Regions from separate parts of the Sus scrofa genome. Here regions 1 and 3 are each linked to region 2. The links are chromatin contacts, called in public HiChIP or PLAC-seq maps. All regions are on one chromosome and are shown on one strand. The core of a region is the stretch at or near the end of the contact, and the rest is flanking DNA. Distances in the headings are between cores, read along the strand shown.

What was found. HiChIP or PLAC-seq counts read pairs in DNA pulled down with a chosen protein or histone mark.
Region 1: a contact with region 2 is called in an H3K27ac HiChIP or PLAC-seq map of alveolar macrophages. The contact joins two enhancer-like sites. A contact is called at or near these places in 1 of 47 Hi-C or Micro-C datasets (embryonic fibroblasts) and 2 of 2 datasets of contacts at active chromatin or transcription factors (alveolar macrophages and skeletal muscle).
Region 3: a contact with region 2 is called in an H3K27ac HiChIP or PLAC-seq map of alveolar macrophages. The contact joins the promoter of EPB41 here to the enhancer-like site in region 2. A contact is called at or near these places in 4 of 5 promoter capture datasets (fetal liver, fetal skeletal muscle, liver and 1 more), 32 of 47 Hi-C or Micro-C datasets (adipose tissue, alveolar macrophages, blood and 16 more) and 2 of 2 datasets of contacts at active chromatin or transcription factors (alveolar macrophages and skeletal muscle).

The regions. Positions count from the first base shown.
Region 1 is chr6:85,857,736-85,861,285 of Sscrofa11.1, forward strand. All of the region lies in intron 1 of EPB41 (protein 4.1), which reads left to right. Among named protein-coding and RNA genes, the nearest start is that of EPB41, 17 kb to the left of the region's middle. Within about 2 kb of position 1,861, at least 4 of the 83 cell types and tissues checked have an H3K27ac peak or open chromatin away from gene starts, as enhancers often do. A contact at or near this core is called in alveolar macrophages, where this site is marked.
Region 2 is chr6:85,954,613-85,957,812 of Sscrofa11.1, forward strand. The region is part of intron 8 of EPB41 (protein 4.1); the gene reads left to right. Among named protein-coding and RNA genes, the nearest start is that of TMEM200B, 77 kb to the right of the region's middle. Within about 2 kb of position 1,874, at least 1 of the 83 cell types and tissues checked has an H3K27ac peak or open chromatin away from gene starts, as enhancers often do. A contact at or near this core is called in alveolar macrophages, where this site is marked.
Region 3 is chr6:85,840,234-85,843,837 of Sscrofa11.1, forward strand. EPB41 (protein 4.1) reads left to right here and starts at 2,305. Exons shown (of 17, transcript XM_021095721.1): 1 at 2,305-2,469. LOC106510640 (a long non-coding RNA gene) reads right to left here and starts at 1,622. Exons shown (of 3, transcript XR_001309282.2): 1 at 130-1,622.

The sequences.
Region 1 (3,550 bases), core at 611-3,110, 97 kb before region 2:
GCTATGGCTGTGGCTGGGAGCTGTAGCTTCAATTCGACCCCGGGGACTTCCATATGCTGTGGGTGTGGCCCTAAAAAGCAAAAAAAAAAAAAAAAAAAAAAAAAAAAAGAATAGGATTTAAATAGTATTACTCTATAGGTATGTTGTGAGAACTAAAAAGGAAAATGTCAAGGATCTAGACACAGGGAGTGCTCTATACACGGGTATTATCACAGTGACCATCACAGAAATGCAGGCAATCTGTGAACCATAAGGACAGTACTAGCAATAAAGCCAGGCAGATGTAGGTTTTTGCTTTGTTTTGTTTTGCTTTTTGTCTTTTTGCCTTTTCTTGCGCTGCTCCTGCGGTATTGGAGGTTCCCAGGCTAGGGGTCTAATCGGAGCTGTAGCCGCCCGCCTACGCCAGAGCTACAGCAACGTGGGATTTGAGCCGTGTTTGCGGCCCACACCACAGCTCACGGCAACACCGGATCCTCAACCCACTGAGCAAGGCTAGGGAACGAACCCGCAACCTCGTGGTTCCCAGTCGGATGTGTTAACCACTGCACCATGACGGGAACTCCCCAGGCAGATGTAGGTTTGAATCCTAACTCTTTGACATTTACTAGCCAGGTGATCTTGGGCAAGTTTTTCACTTTTCTGAGACTCTACTTCCTCATCTGTAAAATGGGAATCATAGTTATACCTTTCTCAAGGGGCTGTTGAACAGGTTCAATGACATGTTGCATAAAAAGTACTGCAACGTGTCATCCCCATTTTATAGATAAGGAAGGGAGGAGTAGTGACTTGCCTAAATTCATACAGCATCTCCATGGTGGAACTTTGATTTGAACCCAGGTCTGCCTACCTCAAAAGCCCACAATTGTTTTACCTCTTTTTGCCATCACCTGAATATGGGATGATGATGGGGATGATCGTTCTTGGTGCTGCTGGCATCATCTCATTCATTCTGTGACCCCCAGTACCCACACACAGGAGGTGCTCAATACATGTGTGTTGGATAAAGGGGGGACCAGGGTATCTTCAGTTCCAGGGAGATTTGCATCCTTGGGATTCAGGATTTTTTTCTTCTTAGTTGGCAGCAGAGTAAAAATAAAAATAAACAATCATACGCAGTGCAGATGTCGGTTTGTAATCTGAAGAACTCTTTGGCTGATCCTTTTTGCCACCCCGTGTGACATCCTGGGTAGCCACCTCCCTTTGACTGGTTTGGAAATGCAAGCCCAGAGAGGGAGTACCGGATGAATATTTGTGTCCCGCCCCCAATTCACATTGAAGCCTTAATCCCAATGTTTCAGTGTTTGGAGATGGGGCCTTTGGGAGGTGATGAGGGTGAGATGAGGTCATGACAGATGGGCCTCATGATGGGATTAGTGTTAATGAGAGAGACGCCTGAGAGCTCCCCCTCTCTACGCCGTATGAGGACACGAGAAGAAGTGGCTGCCTACAAGCGAGGAAGAGAGCTCTCACCCGAATCTGACCAGGGTGGCACCCTGATCTTGGACTTCCAGCCTGTAGAACTGTAAGCAAATGAGTCTCTATTGCTTAAGCCACCCACTGTATGGTATTTTTTGGATGCAGCCCAAGCTGACTAAGGGAGAGGGTAAGTGACTTGCCCAGAGTCACACAGTGAACTTATTGCAGAGTTAAGGCTGGAACACATTCATAGTCATTTTTCGCTTTTTTCCCCATGGAAACACTCCCAGGCACTGGAAGGCTTAGAAATGGAGACCAGCTGAATGCTAGACAGACAGTTCAGGAACTGTCCTGCCGCCGCAGCTTTGGAAGGTCTTGGGGCATGTCAAACCTGGCCGTTTCTGGGTATCCAGTCTCCTCCTCCTTCCCCATAGCTCCTCCTCTGCCCTCTCTTAGGGGAGAGTTGGGCAGGCTGACGCTAGCAGGTTTAGAAGGGGCTCAGCTCGCTGGTGGCACTGAGCCTGTCTCCATCTTCTTGGGAAACCCTTTGGGACTAGGGGGGTTCCCTGCCCGAGGGGAGGGAGCTTTAAGCTTGAGTGAGCTGGAGGCTTTGCTGGATCGGGGCCATCAGGCTTACTCCAGCTAGTGCGTGAAGGGGGTTGGGGAGGGTCATGGGAGGTCAGATCTTCGGGTTCCTCCTTGAATGTCTCAGGGCTCCAATCAGAAGCCACGAAACCTTTCCCTGGGGTCCTGGGACAGATGTTGATATTGCTCCTTTATATCATTTCTGAAGTGCTTTCCTGCGAGTGACATGAAAGCGCATGGAACAGAGGGCAGTGGCATCAGACAGACTTGGTTTAAGTTGGGGCAAATCACCTAATATTTCTAGGCTGTAGTTTCTTCAGTTGTAATTGAGGCTAATAATACTTTGCAGGGTTGCTCTGAGGCTAAATGCATTAATGCATATAAAGTACTCAGTACGTGCCTGGCACATAGAAAATACCTAATAATTGCGGTGGTCATTATTTTTAATAATAACTTATCTCTAAGTTTCCTTCTGGCTCAGACAGTCCTAGATTTTTTGGCTGTACAGTTTAGCTTGGTGTCCAACTTTGGAAGAGAAACACAGCTGGACGAAGAAGAAGGCAGTGAACAGAATCTGTGGTAGGGGTCAGAGAACTTAGGGTCAAGCTTGGGCTCTGCCACCCCTGTGCTGTGTGACTTCGGGTAAGTCTCTTCCAGTTTCTGGACCCATTTCTCAATATGTTTAAGTGCAGTTTTGGCTTGATGATCTCTAAGGGCCTATCCTGTTCTAACATTTTGTGAATCTAGAGGCCTAAAGATATATCTTAGTAACCATGCACTGGGTCCTCTTTTACAATTTCAACCTCCTTCCCTTCTGCCCTTTGTTTCTTGGAGTGTCTTCATAGCAGAATGGACATAATTTGCCAGCTCCAATGTATGTATTTTAATCATGTTTAGTGTTTTGCTTTTTTTTTTTTTTTTTTTTTTTTGCTTTTACTGTGCACAGACAACTCTTTAAAACAGAGCTTAATGCAATTTTTATAAGCAAAGTGCATTCTATCAAAGAGGTCAGAACATGCTCTGTGTTTTCAAATGTGAAAGAGTATTCATTCAAGGTGTTGTCTTTTATTGCATCAGCTGATTTCTTTTGCTTTTATCTCAAAAACAACCAGCACAGGTGGCCTCGTATGCTGTGATTTTTAAAAAATATGCTTCAGTCAATGCATTTTTTTGGTCTTTTTTGTCTTTTTGTCTTTTCTAGGGCTGCTCCCTCGGCATATGGAGGTTCCCAGGCTAGGGGTCTAATCGGAGCTGTAACCACTGGCCTACGCCAGAGCCACAGCAACTCGGGATCCAAGCCGCGTCTGCAACCCACACCACAGCTCACGACAATGCCGGGTCCTCAACCCACTGAGCAAGGCCAGGGATGGAACCCGCAATCTCATGGTTCCTAGTTGGATTCAATAACCACTGAGCCACGACAGGACCTCCTGCAGTCAATGCATTTTAAAAAAAATGTGTCTGATTTAGGTAAAAGAATATTTGTCAAGTATCATATAAGAGAGAAAAATGTGGGAGTTCCCATTGTGGCACAGCGGAAACGAATTTG
Region 2 (3,200 bases), core at 624-3,123:
ACTTCTTACCAACCTTTTTTTGGGGTTTTATAAAACATTCAGAGGAGGTAGTAATTTTTGTTGGAATTTTGGAGTTCCCGTTATGAAGCAGTGGAAACGAATCCAACTAGGAACCATGAGGTTGTGGGTTAGATCCCTGGCCTCGCTCAGTGGGTTAAGGATCTGGCATTGCTGTAGCTGTGGCCTAGGCTAGCAGCTGTAGCTCCGATTCAACCCCTAGCCTGGGAACCTCCATATGCCATGGGTGCGGCCCCAAAAAGAAAAAAAGCAAAAAAAAAAAAAAAGAATTTTAAATTTATCCATCAAATCAGTCAAATGTATTATGTATATAAATTGAATTGCCCTTTTGCAGTTCTACCATCAGAATGAAATTTCACACCTAAGCAACTATAAGGATCAAAAGATGTAGGTATACTGAGAGCAAAAGGAATGGCAGTTTCCTAAAATGCAGATACATTTGAAAACATAGAGTGACAGGCGTATTTTACAGCCAGTGTCACCTACATCAGAATCACCTGAGGTGTTTATTAAATATGCAGATTCCTGAGCTCCCCCCAGATTTACTGAACTACTTTGGAGGAAAGGCCAAATCTCTAGATATAATGAATATCCCAAATGATTCTCCTTCATGCTTAAATCTGAGAATCATTGACTTAAGGGAGTGGTTCTCAAAGTGTGGTCTCCGAACCGAACCCGTATCATCTAGAAACCGCACATCTCAGGTCCCATCCCAGACTTACTGAATCAGAAACTCTGTGCGTGGGAGCCCAGCGATCTGTTTTAATGAGCTCTCCAGGTGATTCTAACTGCACATGGACGGAACCAAAGTGGCTTATTGGACAATAGGAAACCTGAGCATTCATCCTAGTTCTACCTGAAACAACTTAAGAATGAATACTTAGGGATGTCGCTTGACTTCTCTCTTCTTCAGCTACCGAAATGACTGAGGAGTTTGAGGAGTTTTTAAGGAAAGGGCTGAAGGGGTTATCCGAGTTCGTTTAGAGACATTTAACTAGGATGCACAAGAAGATGAATCAAAATCATATCTGATGAGGAACAGGCAAAGGAATAGGGATACTTAACCCACAGAAGGGAGAGTTTAAAGAAGACATAGCATCAGTCTTCATGGATTTAAAAGACTGATGTGTGAAGTAGATATTTCACTACAGCTCTAAGATATAAAACTAGAGCCAGTAAAATGGAAACTTCAGGGGAATACTATTTAGCAAGGTTGGACTAACAGAGCAATGCAAGGATGGGCTGGGCTGCTTCAGCAGGTACTGAGTTCTCTCTCACTGGAGATATTCCAAGTTAGGCAGAATAATCACTTACTGGGAATCTAGAAAAGGACATTCAAACATTTGGTGAGTGATTCAATGGAAATGACCTTTCAGGCTTCTCCCAACCTGAATATCTGATATCTGAAGTTTCTTCCTTGTTCAGATCCTATTAACACTAATACAATTTCGTTGCATGTTAGTGAGTTTTCTTAAGATATTGCTCTGGATTGTTTTGGGCTGGGTACAGTAACTTCTGTGATTCTCTAAAGTAGATGGCAGGAAGATCAGATCAGATCTATTTCCAGAACTGAAATTGTTAGGTTTTACTTCTCACTTTCTGCTGGAGGCTGGTGTCAATTCAGTAGTCATCAGGAATGCATGAGAAGTCAGCATATTCCTCCCCTAAATGTTGTAAAACAAATTGTTTCTCCAAAACATATAGTTAAGAAAGAAATGTATTTGTAGCCACAGACATTAAGAACTTAAGTGGAGGAGTTCCTGCTGTGGCGCAACAAGATCAGCAGCGTGTCTGTAACGCTGGGATACAAGCCCAGTCCCTGGCCCGGCACAGTGGGTTAAGGATCCCGTATTGCCACAGTCGTGGCATAGATTGCAACTGCGTCTCTGATTTGATCCCTGGCCCCGGAACTCTATATGCCACAGGATGGCCAAAAAAGAAAAAAAACGAAAACAAAAACTTAATCGGACATCTTCTGAGAAATTGTTATGTAGTCATAGAATTGAAGCTAAATATAGTTTCTTCTTTTTATTGTGCTTGTACATGACACTTGTAGGCACTAATAAGTTTCTCTATATTTATTTTGGGAAAAGGAGTAGTCTAGAAACATATAACTCTGGTGTCGATTACTTATCTAAAGAGTCATCTGTAGAGATTAACTCAGGTGAAGTTTATTTACAGTTGTGGATGACTAATGTATATTTAATTTAAAAATCTTTTCTTCAATGAAGAGGCATGTAAATATGGCTTTATTGTATCTTACTGTTCCTTTTTGGCCTGAAGATAATATTTATGACTTACTAAATATCAGTAATTATAAAAATCTGAGTTCTCTCATACTGAATTTATAAGGAATAGAGTCAGCTCTTATACTTTGATTTTTGGAGGGAAGACCATTTTATCATAGAAAAACAAGAATTTTAGTTGTGCATGTATATTTGGTAGCCCTAAGCCCTGGCCTCCAGGAAGTCCTGGGGTTCGACGTAAACATGTGTGTATAGGACATGCAGCTACCATAGTAATTATTTGCTGATTATGATATTGAAAGGTTTTTCAGAGCTATGAGACCAAAATGAGACCGTGAATGCTTACGCTAGGATTTTCATATACAGACAGACATGGTAAAAGTAAATTAGTGTCTCTTTTTGAAGTATTAAGGAAAGTCTTTTTGGAGGCTGCAGAGGCTCAGCTTCATGAGAGGAGTGTTGGGAAGATAGATGAGGTGCAAACTCAGTGACATTTCACAGTGGCTTTGAGGGGTGGCTAAATTACTCCTTATAGCAGTTGATTCCTTCAGTGGGTAAGATGTGTGCAGGTCCATGTTTCTTGGACAAAAGCAAAGCAGATGTTCCCTCAGCCACTAATAATGAATGAAATAATTGATAGTAATCGTGGAAGGTTTAAGCCTAGTGTATGTTGTTACTACAGTATCTTGAAATTTCCTAATTTATCAACCTACGTGAATCAAGATTTTCATAAATCCATAGCAAAGAATTTACTGATTTTGCCTTCATAAATTATGATAAATAATGTGGGCAGACAGCAAACTCAGTCAAAATGCTTATTGGGCATGTTGTCAATAACAGTATTTGGGGTGATACAGAACTGATTTAGATATAGTTTCCTCAAGGACTGAATTTTAAGTTTTCTAGTTGTTTTACTGATTATAAAGGTGAAGCATA
Region 3 (3,604 bases), core at 1,055-3,554, 110 kb before region 2:
ACAGAAAAGAGACACACGCACAAGATCAAGATCATAAGCACATTCCCACAGGTACGTCCCACGCACGACCTCAAAAACACAGAACCCTTCCTGGCCACCCCCACCACACACACATTCCCAGGCACACACACTTATCAGGTCGGGGCAGGCGTTGTCGCTGCTGAGTCACCCACAGGCTGCTCTTGCCTAACAGGGGAGGAGCCAAGTGCCCGCCCTGATCAACGAGGCGGGGCGGACCGGCTTGCGGGGCTCCTTAGAACAGCCCAGTCTGGCCGCTGCGGGATGCTCCTGGCCCCGCCTCTTCGATTGAGGACGAGAGTCCGAAGAGGAGGCATGGGGGTGGGGGAGGGAAACCCCTTTTGCTGAGGCTAAATTAAGGCATTCACAGCCAGCTCTCTCTTGGGTGCACGAATACATGTGGGAGCAATTAAAAAATAATGCTCGCTCCATTACTGGGTATTTGCATATGTATTTTCACATACTCATTTAATTTTCGAAACAGCTCCACATGAAGTTAGGGCTATGATTAATTCAGAGGGAAAGTGATTTGCCCAGAGGTACAAAGCTGATAAGATGAAGAGCTTGGACTCAGTTGCCTCCAAATCCCAAACGCTAACCACTGGGCAATACCATCTGGTGGGCAGGTGAGCGTGTGGACAAGTGAAAGGTGTGCTAATAGTCTTTGGGAACCTGGGTGTGACATTTTTCCCTATGGATTCCACTGGGCTAGGGATTGAAAGGGTCTCGAGTGTTTAGATTTCCATCAAAGGAATTAAAGTTTCTCTGGGGCATTAGAGTCTGCCCATCTTTGTTGGAATGCCACCCCCAGATCTAGGGACCGAGTCAGCTCCTCCTCTGCTAGATTGTGAGCCTCTTGAAGGCAGAGATCAGGGCCCTGAAACTGTCAACAAGACTCAGAGGAGGCTTCAGTGAATTTGGGGGGCAAAACATGAATTTATGACCTTGATATAACATTAACATCAATAATCATAATAAATGCTAACACTTTTTGGATGCTCACCCTGAGACTGGCACTGTTCTTAGTATTTTACCTGGATTATTTCATTTAATGACAGGCAGCTTGTAAGTGCCAATGCTGGGGACTGAGACCCAGGCAGTCTGATTTCAGAGCCCATCTAATTGGAAGACCACTGAAGTCATAGGAAGTCATTTGTCCTTAGTAGGCTTCAGTTTGCCCCATCTGTCCCCAAAGGGATTAGCTCTCCATGGCTCTCCAACCTGAAAAATTCTATGATTCTATGATTCTGTGATTCCTCAAAGTGGAAAGGGGATTAGGTATGTTCTCTGTGGGTAGAACTCTTAAAGGGCAGATTTGGCCATAAACTTTGAATGAGCTTTTGAAGTTTCAGGACGTTTTTAAAATGAAGGAGGCCTGCCTGGAAGATGGTGAGCTTCCTGTCATTGGAGGTATGTGAGCACAGGTCTGGAATAAGGTAGAGAGGGGAGGGGACATGGACCAGTAACCACACAAGCCCCTTTTAGCACTGATCAGATGGGATCAGGAGGGGGAAAATCTTTGAGAAGAGTGGCAAGGAGTTGCCCTCATGGCTCAGGGGTAAAGAATCTGCCTAGTAACCATGAGGATGCAGGTTCTGTCCCTGAACTCCTTCAGTGGGTTAAAGATCCACTGAGCTGAGCTGTAGCATAGGTCCCAGACGCAGCTGAGATCTGGCATTGCTGTTGGTAGGCCAGGAGCTACAGCTCCGACTGGACCCCTAGCTGGGAACCTCCATACGCTGCGTGTGAGGCCCTGAAAAAAAAAAAAAAAAAAAAAAAAAGAGTGGCAAGATGGGAATAAGGGGAATGAAAGCCCACATTTACTGAATGCCACCCACTGTGTGCCAGACCTGTGTTTGGCATTTAACATATACTGCTAATTCTCAGGAAGACATTCTAAGATTCATAGTTGAGGAAAGATTCAGAGACGTGACTCACTCAAGGTCACACAGGTGGGACAGGTCATCCAGGTGTCCTCGCCAGGGTTGCTTCCCTAGGTCCCCTATGACCAAATCCCTGTCTCCCTTCCAGCCCTTAGGGGTAGCACCACGTGGAAAATTGCATCATACTTTAGGCGTATGACGTCAGAATCCACACCAGCCAATCTAGGAACTCCCTCCCCAACCCTCCCCAGACCCAACGGGTGAGCCCTCGACCGCCCACAGCTGGCCGTACCATCAGGCCGCACCTGCAGGCCCCGCCCCTTCCCGGTTGCGACATTCACTCTGTCCTGCCCCGTTCGCCCCGCCGCCCCACCGAATGGCAGTTGTCTGCGCCTATCAGAAGGCGCCCCGGGTCGGGGGCGGGGCTTCAAGCCAGAGTTGCCCTGTCAGTGCAGGTGGAGGCCCCCGGCGGGGCAAAGTGGCAGGAACCTCTTAAAGGGCGAGAGCGGCGGAGGGCGAGAACGCGGTCCGGCCCGGCCCGGCCAGGTCTCCGCCCGGTCCGGCCCAGGTGAGCCTGGACCGCCTGGGGGGCGACCCCGGGCCCCCGGGAGGGACGGGGTGACAAACAGATGGACCTGTGCCCAAGGGCCCAGGCCGTCCCACGGGAGGGGACATATCTGGTTCTAAGGGTCGGGGTCGGGGGCTCTAGGAGTCCCGAGTTCCAAGTTCCGAACTGGAGGTCCATAGGGGCCTGGGCGTCTCGAAGTTCAGGGTGCAGGGAGGGCAGGGGCGACAGGAAGGGGGTCCTAGAGCTCGCGTCCGAAGCTGGACGCTTGGCGTTGGCGGTCCCAGCGGGTCCCGGGTCTGTCTGCGGCGGGGGTCCTGGGTTGGGTGCCAGCCGGCGGGTCTCTGCGGAGTGCTGCAGCACAAGCGCTCCCCCCACAACCCCGCCCTGTCAGGCCCCGCGTGCTCCTGCCGGGCAGGCTGCAGCGCCCGCGGAGCAGGCGGGCGGGCTGGCGGCGCACAGCGGGAAGGGGCACCCGGCTCCGGGGCCCCTGGATTGCTCTGGCTCTTACGTAACTGACTTTGAGTTTCCGGACTCAGGGACCCGAGAGCTGGGGCGCCGGCTCTGCCCGCCAGGGTGGCTCTCCGGTCGCCGCCCCGGCCGCACATGCTCTCTTCCAGGCGTGGTCTAGGGGACTTCTCTCTCTGCGTCTCTGATCTGCCGGACTCTGTCGGGCTCTGGTTCCGGCTTCTGATTCTCATCCCCCGGGTCCTTGTGACTCATCTCCTCTCTGCATGACCCAGTCTTTCCCTGCCCCTGTCCTCTGGCTTTCTCGAAGAGTTTTCTGCCCTCACCTACACTTTCCAGCACACCCCACCTCTCTGGGGTAGCATAGGACTTCTCCAGCAAACTGGAGGCGGGAATTTGTCCAGACCGACCTCAGCCCAGCCCCGGAAGGACTGGGGGTGGGGGGGACTATCACGAAGGGTTGGAGGAGGTTACTCCCAGTGCGCAGCTTCTCCTGGTTGAATGTGACCCCTCAAGTTCCCGGATTAGGGAGGAAGGCAGCCCCTTCTCTGCTTCTGGAGCCCTTTTCTCCAGGAGGAGGCTTGGGGAGAGCCTTACCTAGGCTGGGACTTGGGAGTCCCTGTCTGGTGTCAGGGGCAGGGCAGCGGCTCAGATACTGAAGGGAAGAGAG